Linked DNA regions of Mus musculus: regions 1 and 3 are each linked to region 2. The links are chromatin contacts, called in public Hi-C and promoter capture Hi-C maps. All regions are on one chromosome and are shown on one strand. The core of a region is the stretch at or near the end of the contact, and the rest is flanking DNA. Distances in the headings are between cores, read along the strand shown.

Evidence for each region. Promoter capture Hi-C pulls out the DNA fragments that hold promoters and counts their contacts. A called contact is a pair of places that touch in the nucleus more often than the background predicts.
Region 1: a Hi-C map of CD4 T cells shows a contact between it and region 2, with 10 times the contacts expected there. The contact joins the promoter of Rbpj here to the promoter of Ppat in region 2. A contact is called at or near these places in 1 of 39 promoter capture datasets (cranial neural crest) and 1 of 484 Hi-C or Micro-C datasets (CD4 T cells).
Region 3: a promoter capture Hi-C map of pre-B cells shows a contact between it and region 2. The contact joins the promoter of Fastk here to the promoter of Ppat in region 2. A contact is called at or near these places in 3 of 39 promoter capture datasets (cranial neural crest, maxillary cranial neural crest and pre-B cells).

The regions. Positions count from the first base shown.
Region 1 is chr5:53,588,219-53,592,254 of GRCm38.p6, reverse strand. Rbpj (recombination signal binding protein for immunoglobulin kappa J region) reads right to left here and starts at 1,769. Exons shown (of 11, transcript NM_001080927.2): 1 at 1,531-1,769. The coding sequence starts at 1,550.
Region 2 is chr5:76,949,142-76,953,029 of GRCm38.p6, reverse strand. Ppat (phosphoribosyl pyrophosphate amidotransferase) reads left to right here and starts at 1,452. Exons shown (of 11, transcript NM_172146.2): 1 at 1,452-2,073. The coding sequence starts at 1,946. It overlaps Paics (phosphoribosylaminoimidazole carboxylase, phosphoribosylaminoribosylaminoimidazole, succinocarboxamide synthetase), which reads right to left and starts at 1,728. Exons shown (of 9, transcript NM_025939.3): 1 at 1,195-1,728. The coding sequence starts at 1,210. It overlaps LOC115486295 (a long non-coding RNA gene), which reads left to right and starts at 2,080. Exons shown (of 2, transcript XR_003955939.1): 1 at 2,080-3,888.
Region 3 is chr5:24,443,411-24,447,604 of GRCm38.p6, reverse strand. It overlaps Fastk (Fas-activated serine/threonine kinase), which reads left to right and starts at 2,370. Exons shown (of 10, transcript NM_023229.2): 1 at 2,370-2,539; 2 at 3,300-3,710; 3 at 4,149-4,194. The coding sequence starts at 2,458. It overlaps Tmub1 (transmembrane and ubiquitin-like domain containing 1), which reads left to right. Exons shown (of 3, transcript NM_022418.3): 2 at 653-1,071; 3 at 1,332-2,142. The coding sequence starts at 686. The coding sequence ends at 1,683.

The DNA.
Region 1 (4,036 bases), core at 520-3,019, about 23 Mb after region 2:
CTGCTCTTTGGCACCTGATTCCCAACGTCGGAATAGGAGTTGCCACACATCCACAGAAGTAAAAATCACAAACTACACACTCAAACTGCAAATTCAAACAACCATAAATGGTAAACTCATTTAAATTATGAAGAAGCAAGCCATTGATCAAATTCCCAAGCCAGATGTCTCCGAAAAGTCATTAAAACTGTAGATACAAATTCCAGGGGAAAAAAAAAAAGATAAACTTCATCAGCCCAACATTCACAAGTTTACAACATCAAAATTCACTCACCTCCTATTCACATCAAACGCACATCCACTGCGAATATCTGAAACTATTCTCCATCACCAACAGGGGGTGGGGTGGGGGGGTGGGAAGTACCTTTGAGCCTACTTCTAACAGTCTTAAAATATACCCTTCCATTAGCCCTCAGGTAACCCAGGTGCAAGGCTACTGCGGATGCCCTTGGCCTGGGGCCGTCAGAAGCCAATGATGGGGACGGCAATAACCATCAAGAAATCGAGATCCTTTTCCAGCGCTACTCTTACCAAGCAAAACAATCACGGGCCCAGAAAGATGGCAAAGAAAAGTGGGGTCGTTTTAATCCCAAGAGAGGGGCGCATAGGGGTGGGTAGGGGTGTGATCCCGAGAGAAATGGGTGCGAAGGAAGAAAGGAGGGGCGCGGAAGGAGCAAACTTAAGTATCTCAAGCATCTCCCAGACTCAAACAACAAAAGCAAACCCTAGAGTCTGTGCGCACTTAGAAGCACCAGATGGAGTCCCCGGGGTTGAGACAGTTCAACAGACAGACACAGTGGGCAGCGGATAAATCAGGCAGTGACGCGAGGGGAAGGGGATGCTAAGAGAATGAGACACTACATAGGGGAGACAAAGCCTTGGGGGGGGGGGGTGAGGACCAAAGAGAAAAAGGTGAGAGGGGATACACACGAGAAAGACAATGGAAGAAAGAGAACGGCAGTAATCTGGTGCCAGGGCTATGGCAGGTCACCCAGCTACTGAAGAGAGGGATACAACAAAGGGGCACGGGAGGAGGGACAGCGGGCGGAGTGGAGGTGCAGACGGGATGCGGGGCGCGCAGCGGCTCCCACAGAGAGCCTAAGGCGGCGAAACAAAGGGCTGGGGGCAGAATCGCGGGGGGCAGCGCACACAGACAAAGCGCTCCGGCGCCCAGGGCAGCGGCTGGGAGGACAGGCGACGCGGGCCACGCACGGGGAACAAAGCTGCGCCGGGATCCCCGCCAGGCCCGCCGAGGGGGGCGCGCGCCGGGCACGGTGCCTACGGCCCCGCGCGCCGGCCGCACTCCGCCCGCAGCCGCCGGCCTCGCCACCGCCCGCCCTCACGCGCCCGGAGCCCGCTCCACCGCGGCGCACGGGCGAGCCCCGCACCGGCCCGCGCCATCGCGTCGCCGCCCCGCGCCGCCTCCCGAGGCCCCGGCGCGCCGCGCGGCCCCGGCCCGCCGCCTGCCGCCGGCGGTCAGACGCCCGCAACTTTCCCGGTTCCCAGCACTCGCTGCCCCCTCAGACTTACCCTGTCACAACAGGCGCCATCTTCCACAAACTCTCGCCAAAACTCCAACCCTCGCGAGATTCCCCCCGCCGCCTTTCCCTGCTCCTCTCCCCCGCCCCTTCCCTCGGCCTCGCCGATCGCTGCCACCCGGCCCCCGCGCCGTCTTTCCCCGCTTCGCCGCCGCCGCCGCCGGGAGCCAGCCGCCTCGCGCCGCCCGCGGACTAAGGGATCTGCTCACTGCCTTTCCCTAGAAACCTACCCCGCCGATGGAGCATGCGCAGGCCGCTCCTCCGCGGACAAGCCCTCCGAGTAGTCCATGGGGAGCGCTCCGGTTATCCGGGTTTTGGGACGCGCCCTCGGGGACGTACGTGGAGACTGAGGAAAACCGGAGGGCATTACTACGGGGACCGGGACTGGAGGGGTCAGGAGGCGGGGCCCCGGGGCCGGGAGGAGGGGTCCTGGGAAAATGCGAGCGTCTCACAGGCCTAGAGGAGACGCCTCCTCGAGTGGGTGTTTTCCAAGTGGCTTCCCGCTCGCCGCGGGTTCCCAGCCTTTTTCATTCATTCCGACGTTCACTGGACACCTCCCTTATGCTAATCTCAGTATCAGGTGCCGGAGCGGCGGAGATCGGGACAGAGCCCCGGTCCCCGGTGACCTGCCAGCGACTGTCTCCATTCATTTGCTCCCGCACGACCCGCACACGCGGCGAGACAGGCGTGATCGCCGCGTGAGCTGACCCTTCCCAAGAGCTCTGCAGGGGAAAAGCATTAGGGGATAAGCTCTGTGCCTTTCGCCGCTTCTCCCCGATGCGAGCTGGGGTCATCCCGAGGTCAGCCTCGCGCAAAGGTGTCCCCCCTAACCCCCCGATGTTCACTTTGCACCCACACGTCAGAGCCCCGAATGGTTGTCCCCAGAGCCACCACTACAAGCCCGGGCACTTGGGAGCGAGCTACCCGCCCAGCTCCGACTGCCTGGGGAACTCATGGCAGCAGCCAGCTTGCAGGATGTAGGTGTGGGTGCAGACGTGTAGGTAACTGCCTAGAAACAGCTCCTCCGGCGGTGGCCCGATGCTGTCGCCCGATGCTTGTCTTGCCTGGGACACCTCTCGGCAGGTGGTGGCCCGAGACCTGTCCCTCCGGTCCCCTACCTGCTGATCCTCCCTGCTCCCCCCCCCCCCCCTTCCCGGCCCTTTGCTTTCCAAGAGATTTCCCAGCTCCTGCATTGCCTGCCTCCCGCAGGGAGCCACAAAAAACCCGGAGAACTGGATCAGCCCGCCCGAGACCCGCTCCGGAGCGCCGCAGGATTGGCGCGGCGCGCTCGCGCCACTGCGCATGTGCGCAATGCGGGCAGCCGGAGTCTCACGCTACACCTCCTCCCGAGCGCCTTCCACCGCTCGGCTCAGACACAACACGGGCCGTGGGAAATTTCCTAAGCCTCGCGAGAACGCGCTCTCCTACCCACCCCGCGGGCGGCTGGGCGTGCGCCCTACATCGCGCAGAGCCGGGGCCCCGACAGGTGTTCGTCCCGTGCGGCTCCCGGGACGCGGAAGGCAGGGTCCGACAGGCGCCCGCGAGGCGGGGCGGGGCGGGGCGGTGGGCGCGTGGCGGGGAGCGGCGGGCTGAGGCCGCCCCGGCACACTCACGCACGCGCCGGGGAGGCTTCCTGTCGCCCTCCCGAGCCTGGTACTTTCCTGAAATGTGACAGACGTGGTGCCCCCCGCCTCCGGGAGCTGTCAGCCAGCCCCGTGTCGGCTTTGAGTCATGCATCTGAGTCACCTAGTCTGGCCTCCACTTCACTTGCTCTACAACAAGTTTGGATTCCCTTAACTATTCTAGCAATGGTTGGTTTGGGGTTTTTTTGTTTGTTTGTTTGTTTTGTTTTTGTTTTGTTTTTTGTTTTGTTTTGTTTTCCTTTATAGTGTCTTCGATGGCTTTGTGAGCCGGCAAGGCTCCGGGAAAGCTGAGCTTAGCGATCTCAAACGTTTGCATTGTGGTACGAGAACACGATTTAAATAGCTTCCCCTTAGTCTGTTCCTAGCCTTTAAAGGAATCCTACATACATACCAGTTTCTGTCTCCCCTCCCCCCCAGATGACTTAAAACGCCAGTTTTGTTTCCTTCCTCTTTCTATTCTTTTGTAGCAAGCATCCCGTTCTAGGTACTGTTTCATCAGATACGTTAGTGGCTGCTGTTCTCCACGCACCCTTTTTGAATTCATTTACTTGCCCAAGAGCTGTCAGAACCCTTCTTCACTCTGCCACTTTTCAGATTGGCGTGGTGCTGTGTAGGACTAGTGTCTTGCTAGCATCATGCACCCACAAATGAAGACTGGGTTTTGACATTTAAAGGACAGTGAACCCTCTAATAGCTAATGTCTCCTGGTTGAAATAAAGCTTTGCTTACTGAAGGTTTGTTAAGGGTATGCGATATGTGTTTGCCTATCGCTTTATTTATTTACTTCCCATTTTTAAAAGGACGTATGCCCATTTAATACGCTATGTCAAAACATGTCTCATCCAGAACAAGAGA
Region 2 (3,888 bases), core at 203-2,702:
TATCTAGTTCATTACTAACTCATTAGCTATGTAGATTTAACCCAAGAACCATTGGGCTGCTAAATACTAAAGAGCAACAGACACAAGATACTGATTTAATATGGGAGACACGAGTTTTAGTCAATACTTGATCCAAATTCAGTTCACAGCAGTTACACTGGGTGGCTCATGTGTACTCCTGCTTCAAGACAGGCCCTGGCTTCTGTGCATCTGTACTCAAGTGCACACAACCACGGATACAAAACCAACAAAGTAAAATAGAAGCCAGAGAGATTGCTCAGCAATTAAGAACACTCCGATGTTTTACAGTGCACCCAGGTCCAGTTCCCAGAATCTATAGGGTAGTTTACAGCCATTCAAAATTAAACTATAGATATGAACACCTTCTTCGGACCCTTGTCAGCACAGGGCCACATCAGATGTGGGGAAGAGGTTAGATTCTAAGATTTTTACTAGTTTAGAAGTACTGGCGCTGTGGATTGTCTCAGAAAAAGTCTGGCCCTAATTCCCAATTTTATGGAGCTGTACTACCTATAAACTTCAGGGTGGTTTTCATAGGTGGGAAAGAATGTTGGAGTGCCCACAGGATCTGCTTCCTTATTAATCTAGAAACTTGTGTTGTTCCAAGACAGTGTTTTGTTAGTGGATAAAGTAACTTTGCACTCTCCACACCCATATCCTAAGGGTGTTACTAGCCCACGCCCACAATCCCAAATTCCAGGGATTGCAAAGAAGCATCTGATCAAAAAATTTTGGACCTGTTTTCAAACACTTTAAACTACGAAACTTGCAGTAAAGGAGATTATTGGCATATTAACTTTACCAGAATAAACAAAAACCCTGATAGATTTTCTTGGTTGTTTATCTGCTTATTACAAGGTTTCTAGGCACTTGGTTAGTTTCTGGCCATTTCACCTTCAGAGTACTTTCCCACTCTGCTACTTTCCTTCCCGTCCCGGGGCCTTCTTTTGGCTATTTAAATAGGCTCTGGGTGCTTAAGAGTTTAACGCACGTCTTCCAGCGCCTGGACCATGTGTGCAGGCTCCGGGCCCCAGGCGCCGTCTTGGGGAACCCGATCAGGCACTTTGTCGGAAGGCCTGCATCCGACCTCGGGGCCGCACGTGTATGCGTCAAGCCTGCTAGCTCTCTGACGGAGGGCTGGGGGACCCTAGGGTCCGAAAGCAAGTTACTCACCTACGGCTGTCGCCATTATCCGAGGTGAACTAGAGGAGCAGACCGCGCGGGAAAAAAGGGCAGTGTTCTGGAAAACAAGGGCGACCACAGGATCAGAGGGCGGGAAAGGGAGGTGCAATATCAAGGACACGCCCTAGCCCCACAGCCCACCGGCGAACCCGAAGTACCGGGCTGGCTGTGCTTGGGGCTGGAGTCGTGTCCCCAGGCTTCCCGCCGCGCAGGCGCGCTGACGCGACCCCGCTTCCGGGCGGCCCCTCCCCGCAGGCAGCCAAAAAGTGGCGCGCATGCTGCAAGGCCCCCGCTGGCCGGAGAGGTTTCTGGGTTGGAGCGGACCAAGTCCTGACGGCCGGGGGACGGCGTGAGACCAGGGGGCACGAACGGCTCAGGTTTTCTGAGGGACCCACGCGATCAGCTGCGCCACTCTCATCACCTACTCCTTGGGCGCGGGAAAATAACGGAGCCTCCCACGTGCAGAGAAAGTAGCGATCCTGACCTCGGCCTCCTCCCCACCTCTTTGACTCCGTAGCCCCGCCCCTCTCTTTGCCCTAGCTGATTGGCGGAGAGCGGGAGGCAGAACTGGTCACGCCCCTTCTATGAAGCGCGCCGCCGCAGTAGCGAGAACCTAGCCCGCCCGGGAAGGAGGCAGTCAGTAGCGCGAGCCTCTTGAGGCGTTCGATAGCGGAGCGGACAGCTGGTTGGTGCTTGGACCACGCCGCGGCAGCAGGTCCCTCCACGTGCTTTCCGAGGCGCCATGGAGCTGGAGGAGTTGGGGATCCGCGAGGAATGTGGTGTGTTTGGGTGCATCGCTTCTGGAGACTGGCCCACGCAGCTAGATGTGCCGCATGTGATCACTCTGGGACTCGTGGGGCTACAGCACCGGTGAGCAACAGGATGGAGGGGTGGGGGTGGAATGGCAAGTATTTGCACAGTTCCACGAGCCGCTTCCCAGCTCTGTGCTACGGGGAACGCAAGACAATGAGGGTGGATCATGACTGGGAAGGGGGGATCAGGGCTAGGAGGGTGAATCTCGAGAATCAAGTCAAGTACCTACTCAGGATATTGACCAAGTGGGGGTGGGGTACACTTTGCCTGCATAGACTTTAACTTAGGCTGTCGCGTTGCTCCCGAGTGCTCTTTACAGGTTAGCTCCCAAGAATGTGCATCTCTCGTCGCGGGTTAGTTACTCTGGAGTTTGCTTTCACTAGCCAGGTTGGGAAGGGACCGTTCAGATCTCCTTGAAACTAGAACTGTTCTAGAGATAAGCTTCTGTAGGGTGGTGGTGCTGAAGGTCCTGCAACACTTGAAGGTTTTTCTATTTGTTGTTGTTTTGCACGGGGCCTCCTGCTTGCAAGAGCTTTGTTTGCAAGGGCAGAGCTACTGAGCAGATTTGTCAGCCTGAAAGCAGTTAGAGGTTTGGAGATCGTGAGTTTAAAAGTAGTTATAGCTATGAGAAATTGGGAGATGCCTTTGGGGCAAACAAAGAAAAAAAGACCTTTGCCTCCATAATTTGTTTCTTGACTTCACTGACAGTATTATGGAAATAATACAAACTAGGGTTTTGTCTCTCTTCAAAAACTATTCTATCACGGAGTTTTACAATACAGTAGCAACAATGTCTAGACCAGAGCTGGGCAGTAACCCTTTTTATCAATGTGGGTGCTACATGCATCACTAATGATTATTCTTACCAGACTTAGCCTAGAAGTTGTCCTTTTGCAGAGTCTTATTTGACATTCTACATACTCCGCATACATTTATTTAAAAAAAAGCATCTGGGGCCACCCTGTGGTGGCGCATGCCTTTAATCCCAGCAACTGGAAGGCAGGGGCAGGTGGATTTCTGAGTTCTGAGGCCAACCAGGTCTAAAGAGTGAGTTACAGGACAGCCCGGGCTATATATACAGAGAAACCCTGTCTTGAACCCCCCTCCCCCCAAAAAAATTGTTTTGAGAATGTGTGTATGTATATGGTGTAGGGGACTATGTTTTTTGTTGTTTTGTTTTGTTTTTTAAATTAGTTACAACTTGCTGGGTGCAGTGACTAGCTCAAAGCACTGGAGAGGTCTGCAGAGGCAAACTGATCTGGAGCTTTTGAGGCTACATAGCAAATCCTAGGCCTGCCATAGCTACAATGAGGCCCTGTCTCGATAAACAAACAAACTACAACTTATTCTTAGTGACTTGTCACTATGTTATTATGTTTCCTATACTTACTTTTTTTGTTTTGTTTGTTTTTTTGAGACAGTTTCTCTGTGACTGGCTGTCCTGGAACTGAGTTGGCCTTGAACTCAGAAATCCGCCTGCCTCTGCCTCCCCAGTGCTGGGATTAAAGGCGTGCGCCACCACTGACCAACCCTATACTTGCTTTTATATGAGAAAGCTATAAGATTAGATAAGGTAAGGACAATAAAGATAAGATGTGTTAGTGAATGGATTGTATTTTATAGTAGAGTTCATAATATCAGCCCTGGCAAACATAGCAAGACTAGTCTACCAAAAGAGATTGACTTTATTAGGATAACTTAACTAAACCAAGCAAGCCTTTGGTAGGAGACTAGTGTTGAAAATATGACTGTGGGTTGTTTTGTTTTTTTCTTTTTCTCTTTTTGTTTGTTTGTTTCTTTTTTTGTTGTTGTTGTTTTTGTTTATTGAGACAGGGTTTCTCTGTGTAGCCCTAGCTTTCCTGGAACTCACTC
Region 3 (4,194 bases), core at 1,121-3,620, about 53 Mb after region 2:
TAGGTTCTCCCCGAGGGATCAAGGGTCTGGAGACCTCTGGGTTTGGAGCCCAGGAGGCGCTGGGAGACTGCTGCGGGGTGGGCTTTGGGTGGACCCGAGAAGGTGCCGAGCTGAGTAGACAACTCCCAAGACTCCAGATTGGCCAAGGGTGGAGTTTGACATTTGGGGTTGTCTAGGAAGCTTTGGGAAGTGGTCTTTGTTGTGGGTGGGGTTTGGGTAAATGGTAAGGGGGAGGGCAGGGGGCTAGAGAGACACTTTTATCAGAGAAACTTAAGCGACAGGGCATCAGATGAGCTTTGCTATAAATAGGTGAAGGAGTGAACTTTGGGATGAAGTGAACCAAAGAATAGGTAAGCTTCTGGGTAAAGTTTGATGAAGGTTACATTTAAGGAGAGGGTTGCTTAGAAAAGCAAGGCCCTTTCTTGAACGTAAGGTTTCGGTGAATCGGGTGCTGAATGAAGATCTAGAACTCAGATAGCAAAGCTAGCACTTGGAATCTGGTGATGGGAAGGGACGTTACCCAAAAGCCAAGTTTGGGACTACAGGATGCTGCATCCTGGGTGCGCAAGCACACACAATAACTAGGACAGTTGAAGTTGGAATGACTTCTGACCAGGAAGTAGCCCCTCACCAGTTCTTTGCACCTCTCTAGCTCCTTAGCACCTCTGGCAGCAGCACGGGTGCCATGGCCTTGATTGAAGGCGTAGGCGATGAGGTGACTGTCCTTTTTGCGGTGCTTGCTTGCCTTCTGGTGCTGGCCCTCGCCTGGGTCTCAACACATACCACTGAGAGTACAGACCCCCAACCACAGCCGCCGGGGACCACAACACCAGCACAGCCCAGTGAAGCCATGTCAGCCTCTGACAGCATCAGAGAGGAGGCCCCAGGGGCTGAGAGTCCCAGCCTGAGACACAGAGGTCCATCTGCACAGCCAGAGCCTGACACAGGGGTCACAGCATCAACACCTCCAGACTCTCCGCAGGAACCCCTACTTCTACGGTTGAAATTTCTCAATGACTCTGAGCAGGTAGCCAGGGCCTGGCCTCAGGACACCATTGGCTCCTTAAAAAGGTAAGCTGGGAAGAGGGTAAGAACAAAATGCTAAAAATGGGGTGGGTGTCTATAGAAGGGTCACCCTATGAAGCTCTCCCTTATTTTCTGTTTGAAAAATCTGTCTCCTCACATTATACACCATTCCTGTTAATCTGTCCCCCAGAGGCCAGGATCTGGGTGGTCAGGTGTAGGGGTGGTGAAAATTGGGATTGGTCCTCTGAACAATGGGCCAGGACTGCCTGAGGCCTGCTCTCTTACCCAGGTCCCTCTCTCCTCAGGACCCAGTTTCCAGGCCAGGAACAGCAGGTTCGGCTCATCTACCAAGGTCAACTGCTAGGAGACGACACTCAGACACTAGGCAGTCTCCACCTGCCCCCCAACTGCGTTCTCCACTGCCACGTGTCCACGAGAGTCGGTCCCCCACATCCTCCCTGCCCACCGGGGTCAGAGCCCGGCCCCTCCGGGCTGGAAATCGGCAGCCTTCTGTTGCCCCTGCTGCTTCTGCTGCTGCTCCTGCTCTGGTACTGCCAGATCCAGTACCGGCCCTTCTTTCCCCTGACCGCTACCCTGGGTCTGGCCGGCTTCACCCTGCTCCTCAGTCTCCTGGCCTTTGCCATGTATCGGCCGTAGTGCCTCCACGGGCTTTTGGCAGTGTAGCCAGCCCCTCTGGACCTCATTCCCCAAGGCGCAAAGGGAGCTGCTGTCTGCCCAGGCCCACTTCACCCGCTGCCTGTCTTTTCCCACTACCCTGGAGCCCAGCTTTGCGCCGCAGAGGACTTCGGGTGTTAGCGGAGGCCGCTCCGTGTGATCTTCATAGCTCTAGGCCATCTCCTGGGGCTGCTGGACCTCAGCCTTCGCTGGCAGTGGGCTCTTCTGGATCAGGCACTTGCTGTCGCTGCCTTGGCCGCCAGGGCACCCCAATGGGCCCATCTTAGTGTGCTGACAGAGGATCTAGATACTTCTAGTTTCAAAGAGCTGCCTAGGCTGAATTGGAAACTGGTGGACTGGGAGACTGGTGAAGGGGAATCGAGAGGGGCAGAGTTGTTTTCTGGAATTTGTGCAGATTAAAGAAACTGTGACGTTTTCCTACCCAGTGTGTCTGTGTGTTGCTTGAGGGTGGGGAGCCCTTGTTCTACGAGAATGGAACCTGCCCTAGGTCCTGAGTGCTCAAGCTACCCCAGGGCTGGACAGAGGACCGCCACTCCCGGCACCTTTCAGCGCAAGCTCTGTGGCCCCGCCCCCGCGACGTGCGCATTTCCCGGAAGCGGAGGGCGGGGCTCGCGGCTCCTCTGCTCGCAGCGCCTGCTGGGAGCCACGTCTCCGCCGCCCTGGCGCTGGACTGCGATTGGCGTCTGGGGGCGATCCGGGGGCTGCTGGGAAGATGGCGGACTCGGTGGCCCGCTGATGAGGAGGCCGCGGGGGGAGCCCGGCTCCCGGGCCCCAAGACCAGCTGAGAGAGTGACCTACGCGGGGCCCGGGGAGTCATGTAGGGTGGCGCCTGAGGGGCGGACCTCGGGAGGGCGGCGGGAGCTGGTGTTAGTGGTGGTGACCACGGGCTGCTCGCCTCTTGGGGCCGGGACAGGGTGTGGGGGCCCCTCCCGCGGACAGCATCAGCTCCGCGCCTTGGCAGATAGCTCACTCGGGCTCGGCGCGCGCCCCGCGAGCTTGCGCTGTGTTCTCATTTCACTAGTGAGGAGGCTTAGGCAGAGAGGCGAAGACATTAGTTCAAGGTCACGCAGCTGGTAAGTGGGAGCGCCCAGCATGGGACCCAGCACCGGCCCGCTACTGAGCCTGCGTTCCACCCACCCCGCCGCCGCCGCCTCCTGCGGGACGGGGAGGTGGTCTTCAGGGCTCATCGCCCGGACCACCGGGGCTCCCAGGCTGGGTGCGACCACTAGCCCTGTGAATGACCTCAGGCTTAACCTCTCCGCCGCTCTGGGCCTGTTTCTCCGCCTGAGAAATGAGGTAACAGCCCTGAGACTCCTCATCAGCTTGCACGGAGCATCGAAGGCGATATGCATGTGAAATGTGAATAGAATTGCACTGAGCACACTTAAAGAATTAGGGTTTCTGTGTCAAGGAATGGGAGAAGAGGGGCAGACTGGGTAAGAATACCAGGGCAATCACACGGGATTTTTTTTTTTTTTAAACTTCAGGCCCTTTGGATGGGGAGTCAGGTAAGGACTAGATAGCATATTTTTCCCCTTGGAGGAAACCTCACCTGGTTTTCTGGGCCACCCCCTCAGGGTCTCCACCACCCAGCTCCATGCTTCGAATCCTGCTCTCTGCCCAGACTTCCCCTGCTCGGCTGTCTGGTTTGCTGCTCATCCCACCAGTACAGCCCTGTTGTTTGGGACCCAGCAAGTCCGGGGACCGGCCTTTTGGAGGAGGCCCTGTGCAAGGCCTTCAACGGCTTCTGGAACAGGCACGGAGCCCTGGGGAGCTACTGCGATGGCTGAGCCAGAACCCCACCAAGGTGCGAGCTCATCACTACCCTGTGGCACTCCGGCGTCTGGGCCAGCTCTTGGTGTCTCAGCCTAGGCCCTCTCCTGTGGAGCAGGCCACACTGCAGGACTTGAGTCAGCTCATCATCCGAAACTGCCCCTCCTTTGACGTTCACACCATCCATGTGTGTCTCCACCTTGCAGTGTTACTTGGTGAGGAGGGTATTGGAAGGTGTGGGTGTTTCGGGAAGAATAGAGGAAGAGAGAGCAGTAGAGGACCCAAGCCATTGATAAAACTCATGTTCCCATTCACCTCCCCAAGCACATTTGCTGATTGCTCTCTGTATCCATGGTGGATGTCCAAGTCAAGCAGCATCTTTCTAACTGCCGGGTACTAGGTTCTTCCTAATACAGTGCTCTAGGGAGCCACAGACGTATAGTCTGTTATACTCGGCACAAGGTGACTTTTGTATAAGGCTTTCCCCACACACTGTTGATACATCATGCTCACATGATACCAAATCACTCCACTGAAACAAGTATTTTCCCATTCAAGAAACGATGACAAGGAATTTGGGGACTCATTCACTCCACTTGGCAAGATGGCACACCCCAGCTCTCTTACCAGGATGGTCTTCATCCCTCTCTCAGGCTTTCCATCAGATGGACCACTCCTGTGTGCCCTCGAGCAGGAGCG